Linked DNA regions of Mus musculus: region 1 is linked to region 2. Evidence: chromatin contacts called from public HiChIP or PLAC-seq data. All regions are on one chromosome and are shown on one strand. Each heading gives the region's core, a stretch centred on a gene start, on an enhancer-like site or on the middle of the called end of the contact. The rest is flanking DNA. Distances are from core to core; before and after follow the strand shown. Region 1 has its middle 25 kb from the start of Gm32643. Region 2 has its middle 25 kb from the start of Gm32478.

Region 1 (3,360 bases), core at 204-2,703, 860 kb before region 2:
GAAGACTGCTATCAATATTTAACAATAAGATCAGTGTACAGAGGGTGCTCTACTGAGAACATGGAGGTGATCAGAGAGGCAGAAACAGTTCCATGGTGACACACTGTCACAGTCAGGAAGGAGAGAAGGCCTGGCTGCATGCGGGAATTTCAGGTATGAAGGTACAAGGCAATCAAGATGATTAAGAAGGAGAGGATGATGAGCAATAATGTCATGTTCACTTGCATAGAGATTGTTTGGAGGGATAGAGACGAAATGCAGAGTGGAGTCAAGGGTCTTTCCCAAGCTTCTTGAGCCTACAAGGCCTCTGTATTGATGCTACTCAGAGGCTGAGCTGGACTACTTGTAGCTAGATTGAAGGAGAAGCAATCTGACTATAGTTCTAAGAGAGGCAATATCTCGCCCCCTTCCCCTGCTGCCTGCCCCCCCCTCTCTCCCTCTCTCTCTCTGTCTCCCTTCCTCTCTGTCTCTCTCTCTCTGTCTATCTTGCTCTGTCTCTCTATCTCTGTCTCTCCCTTCTCTGTGTACTGCAGAAGTCAATCTTGGTTGTCATAGATCACCAATAGGCTAGACTGGCTGACCAGTGAACTCCAAAGATCTGTCTCTGCCTCCCCAACCCTGAAATTACAAGTGCCATATCTGCAACCCCCCTCTTACTATGTGTATGTGTGTGTGTGTGTGTGTGTGTGTGTGTGTGTGTCTGTCTGTCCGTCTGTGGGTGCTGGGGATCCAGGTTAGGTTCTTATATTTGAGTGGCAAACATTTTATCAATGGAACTATCTCCCAGCTGTCTCCCCAATTCTTTGCCAGTATCTTTGTAGCTATTTGGTACCACAGGCAACTTGGGAATAGCTCATTCTATAGAGAGATCACGGGTATTGGGTAAAAACAATTTATACAGGACAAATAACTTGAGAAACCAGTTAGGCTATAGTTGTGAGCCATAGATATTACCTAGAGTTTTCCTTGCCTTATGCAAGCCCATGGCCCTTGGTTAGAGCAAGACAAAGATGAATGGCAGAGCACCGAAAACTTGGAGGACTTTTTGGTTTGGAACTGTCAGGTCTGAAGCAGGAAATGTACGAGTCAATAGGATAGCAAGTTAAGGGAGGTGAATTCTGTGACCTTGAAGTTGGATGGCTTAACTCTGAATCCTACCTCCATTACACAATCTCTAGACCAGCTCAGTTTTCCTACTTGCATCTTGGGTTTATAGTTTTCAAGTAGTTACAATACCAGGGATCAACTTATGTACACATAGGGAGTGGGATTGCATGGCAGCACACTTGCTGACATCATGAGGACCTGAGTTTAACCTCCAACTCTCCAAAAATAGATGGTGAGTAAACAAGTAAAGAAAACCAATGAAGTGTGCACCATTATCTGAATCCCCATTGGCTCATGTGTATGAACACTTGGTCACCAGATGATGGTGCTGTTTGGAAGGTTGTAGACTCCGAGGTGGAGTCTTGCTGGAGGAAGTGGGTCAGTGGAGGCAGACCTGGCAGATTTATAGCCCCACTTCACGTCCTGCCTACTCTCTGCTCCCCCGACTCCCAGACACAATGTGACCAGGTGCCTCACTTTCTTTAGCCAACCATATTCTCTTTGTCATTGTGTAATGTATTTCCTCAAATGGTGAGTCAAAATAAGCCCTGCCTATCTGAAGGTGCTATTAGAAGCATACATAGGAAGTACTTAAAATAGTACCAAGCATAGGACAAGTTCTACAATGTTAGTTACCTGATCAACACTACGTTACCTCTAACCCTTACCAGGAGTTGGAATTGTATAGGTGTGCAAAATCAGCACTGGTTCTCAGCAGAGGGCTAATACCAGGACTATCTGGGTCTTAGGTTTTCTGGGGAGAGAAGTGCTCTAGAATGTTTCCACAGTTGAAAATAGCTCATGGACTTCAAAGGGTTGTGCTCTAGAAAGTGTATCTTAAGTTGTTTGACAGTGATATGGCTTTTTAATGATTTCTCTCTTGCCTTCTTACCATCCCATTCCCCACACTTTACCCCAAATGATAAACTAAACAATCCTCATTTCTGTGGTTTCATAGGGGACAGATGTTATGTTCCCTTTGTAGGTGGTGCTGCTTATTATGAGCGTGGCATCATGTGACATGGGAAGACAGGAGGCTTTAAAGAGACAGAGAACTCACTAGAAGCAATAGAAGAGAATATCTAGCCTACTATATGCCCTCACAGCTGTGCCCTCAGTGAAAAAGTACAGTAAGATCTTGCAGACAGCACCTGTGGTCTAATGCTCAGAGGGGCCAATGTGGAAAGATGGATGAAGGAGCTCTGCAAAGACCTTGCAGAGCACAGGGGAGCTTTGGTGCTAGCAGTAGGAGACTATGAGAGCAGCAGCAGATAGCAGGCAGGATGTGAAGGAGCAAGCCAGCCCAGAGCAAGAACTTCCCCTATGGGTGGGAGCTGATGAGACTACTGCTATCGAATTAATTTCCCGTCCACTCTTTCTACCTCCCTCCATCTCCTTCTCTTTCCTTCCTTTCCTCCTCTCCCTTTCTCTCTTGTGACAGGGTCCCAAGAAGCTCTAATTTGGTATGTATCAGAGGATGACCTTGAACTTCTGACTCTACCTCCTAAGTGCTGAGATCATAGACACATGGGAGCATGCAGGGCCCAAATTAACTTTTCTACTTGACCTTGGTAATTTTGCTAAAAATTCAAAAGTATCTTCTCTGTAATAGATGAAAATAAATTTTAATAGTAGAAGTTATTATCCTGAGGGTCATGGGGTAATTTTGTAACAATCTCAAATCATGTATATAGCAGAATTAGAGTTTGGGTCCAGTTCTTTTGACTTAAATACAGAGGGTTTTTTTGGGGGGGGGTTGTTTGTTGTTTTGTTTTTAAAGAAAAAAATCATTGAACAAATTTCTGAATGTTTTATCAGGTTTCATAAGTAGTTCTTTTTAAATTGGTGGGTTACCTGAGGCTAAGCAAGTTTAAGGAACTTGAATTCGTTGCATATCAAATGAACAATGGTCTTTGTATATACTTCTGAGGCTGCTCAGTCTCAAAGTCCCTACCTCCACCTTCTCATTTCTACTTAGCATACAAATCTATAAGTCTCTGGGGACATACTCTGAATTTTATGTAAGTGTGTGCTTGTATGTACAGTTATGTATGTGTTCATCTCTGTGTGGGAGAGTATTCATACATGTATATGCATGTGCATGCTGTGCAACCCCAGGAGTTGTTCAGGAGATGTCTACATTTTTAAAAAAAGAATAATTTTAATTTTAAGTAAGTGTGTGTGTGTGTGTGTGTGTGTGTGTTGGTTGGTTTGAATGATGGCTGCCAAAGATGCATAGGGAGTGGCATTATT
Region 2 (3,193 bases), core at 326-2,825:
GTCCAGCTCCTGAGTCCTACACCTCATTTTCTTACTGCCGAAGGACAGCTGAGTTCCTTGCTAGCATGTCCAGCATAGTCTGTGGGAGCTGAATAACAAATCTCACAGAGCTCTCTCACCATGGGTATGTGTGACTGCTGACATCAGTTTTCAATTTTCTAATTTCCTGTTAGCCTGTTTCCCATAGAGCCATTCCCTGAGCAACACATGGTACAAACACAGAAACCCAAAAAGAACCAAAGTTCTGCAGATGAAGCAAGAAAGCTATGGAGAGATTGACGAGAACAACCAGGGCTGCTGAAGGAGGAGGGTGAGAAGAGAGTACACTCTCCCCAGATCAATGCTTGGAAACCAGGCGGCTGTAAATTGGCATATCAGATCACAATGTTTTCTGGGTGGACCCACCCTGTGTCTCTGCTCAGAGAATTCCACCATTTGGGGTGAGGAGATCTACCTGTTTGCATTTATACATGTATTGGTACATGTGTGCACTTATGTGTACAGGTAGAGGCTAGAGGTATATGGAGGCATCTTCTTCCATCCTTCTCCACCTTGATTTTTGAGTTAGGATCTCGCACTGGGACTGAGAGCTCCCAGTCAGGCTTGGCTGGCTGTCCAACAAGTCCCAGAGGTCCTTCATCTCTGTCTCCCCAGCACTGAGATTCCAGGTTTGCATCACTGTGCCTGTTATGGAGATGGAACTTAAGGCCTCATGTTCACAAGGCAGGCAGTTTACCAACTGAGCCATCTCCCCAGCCCTACTCCAGCAGTTACATAATCTTCTTTCATGTTTGCTATCCCACTATTGAGAGCTGAGTCTGAGGACGAAGGATAGATATAATAAACTCTCCAATCAAAAAAAAAAAAACAGATTATAAAGGTTTATTTTGTTTTGTTCCATTTTGTGACAACATTCTAGAATGCAGCCCAGCTTGCCTTCAGACTGGCAATCCTTCTGCCTCACTCCCATGAGTGACCGGTGTGCCAGGCTGCAGACTTCGTGGTTTTAAAGATTCTGAAGTAGAGACTCATTGAGAGAGAATCTTGGGAATACTTTACTGCTTATCTGATCCCAGTGCTCAAAAGAGAGAAAGGAAATCCACTTCTTTTTTAAGGCTTATCCATGAATGCCTCAGCTACAGTAGTATTTATAAGATTCCAAACCTGGGGTCATAAAGGACTAAACAAACAAATTGCTATGTATCCATATAACAGCATCGTGAATTCAGGGTGAGAGTTGTATGCATCGCCCCTTCTGCTGACCTTACACCTGTATACATACATCAGAACCTCTGGGTTTGTGCAGCTATTACATGTCAACTGTATCTTACAGATACTGTGTTGGAGTCAGCTGTTCATCCTTTGAGGCTTAGTCTCCCTTACTCTCCCCAGGAGGGCTTCTCAGCCTCCACTCCTTTTCCCTCCCACAGGAACACAGAGCGCCCTTCACACTCACCCTTCTTTCCTGGACAACAGAGGGGTCTATGGAAAACCAATGGTTTGTGTAGGACTGGATGACAGGTGTTCTAGAGTCATGTCTGGTTTTCTGTTTCCACAGCACAGCGATGAACCATGTGGGGAATCCCCCTTTCCTTTAAAAGGTGTTTTCAAGCAGTGGTAACCACAAGTCTGGTCTTCTGACCTTCCTGGAGGTGACATCAAGAAGCACAGGCTGGGGATTAAGTCCAAGTCTGCTCCCTATACCACTGGTGGCCTGGAGAAGCTCAGGTCATGTTTTCTATCCTTCTGCGCGGCCTGCTATGATTGGATCCTACAACTTCAGCTTCGGGTTCCATTCATTTAAGTCACTCATACAACGCACAGAAACACATTTATCTATCATGAGATGTATTACAAAGGACATATGTGAGAGATGCAGGGAGATGGGGTTTCCATGCCCTCCAGACTACTAGCCTCCAAAACTTCCAGGAGTGTGGCTCTCAAAGCTCCCAGTTCTGTCTTTTACAGTCTCATGTTTTGCTTAGTTTTGAGATAGTAGTTTGCTATGTGGTCCAGCTGGGTCCCAAGGTCCTGGGCTCAAACAATTCTCCTGTTTTATTTTTTCCAGCAGCAGAGGCTTCAGGTGAAACCCACCAGGCCACTTGGGGCTCACAGAAATGAACCTCCAGAGACACAGACACTCACAAACAGCTTTGTCACTTTTCTTCGGCTCCCCTAACAGAGTTCCTTCCTCTAGAATATGAGCGGGTAGGGGAGGACTCTCTGGAAAGGGGACAGCCTACAGATCAGCCTAGGACAAGGTACCTTTATATACAGCTTAAAACAAGAAAGTGAATGGAAGTTAGAGATCCTATAACACACTGTGGGGAAGAGAGATAAACTTTACAGAGAGGAATATATATGTGTGTGTGTGTGTGTGTGCGCACGCGCGTGTGCGCACATGTGCACATGAGTGCACATGTGTGCACACACATGCTCATGTGTATATATGGTTTATGTATATAATTACAATATATAGTTATATATGAATATGTAAGATATAGTTTATCTATATATAAACAGAATAAATATGATCTATGAATATATAACTATATATAGATTATATATAAACAGAATAAATATGATCTATATTTGGTATAAATATGAATATATGATATATGTGGCTTATATTATATATTTTATGCAAAACTATGTGATCTATACTTTAATATGAATATAGGTTATATATAGTCTATGTGTATGAATATTGTATTAGTTACTTTTTTTGTTTCTGTAACAAAAATAGCTGACAAAATCAACTTAAGGAAGGAAGGAAGGGTTATTCTGGATCACAGCCCATCACAACGGGGAAGACATGGCAGCAGGAGTACGAGAGACCTGGTCCCAGAGAATCTATAGTCAGGAGTCTGAGAGTGATGAATGCTGGCTCTCAGCTCACTGTCTCCCCTCTCTTTAGTTCAGGACCCCAACCCATGAGATGGTGATGCCCAGGGTGGGTCTTCCTACCTCAGTTAAGCCAATCTCCCTGATCCCTCACAGATATGCTCAGAAATTTGTTTTCATGGTGATTACGAACTCTGTCAGGTTGACAATTAAGCTCAACCATCAGAACATCCATAGCACAACCATATGAATGAGGCTCAGGGTGCATCCGAGAAGCAGGGGCAAAATGTCTGTTAGAGCCAGAGAACCAGGACACCTAACAAGGAAGCAGTACCTGACATCTCAACAA

Evidence for each region. HiChIP or PLAC-seq counts read pairs in DNA pulled down with a chosen protein or histone mark.
Region 1: an H3K27ac HiChIP or PLAC-seq map of regulatory T cells shows a contact between it and region 2, with 8 times the contacts expected there. The contact joins two enhancer-like sites. A contact is called at or near these places in 1 of 484 Hi-C or Micro-C datasets (bone marrow-derived macrophages) and 2 of 115 datasets of contacts at active chromatin or transcription factors (regulatory T cells and thymic regulatory T cells).

What each region holds. Positions count from the first base shown.
Region 1 is chr8:128,516,019-128,519,378 of GRCm38.p6, reverse strand. No RefSeq gene overlaps it. Among named protein-coding and RNA genes, the nearest start is that of Gm32643, 25 kb to the right of the region's middle. Within about 2 kb of position 1,453, at least 16 of the 459 cell types and tissues checked have an H3K27ac peak or open chromatin away from gene starts, as enhancers often do. A contact at or near this core is called in regulatory T cells, where this site is marked.
Region 2 is chr8:127,654,118-127,657,310 of GRCm38.p6, reverse strand. No RefSeq gene overlaps it. Among named protein-coding and RNA genes, the nearest start is that of Gm32478, 25 kb to the right of the region's middle. Within about 2 kb of position 1,575, at least 6 of the 459 cell types and tissues checked have an H3K27ac peak or open chromatin away from gene starts, as enhancers often do. A contact at or near this core is called in regulatory T cells, where this site is marked.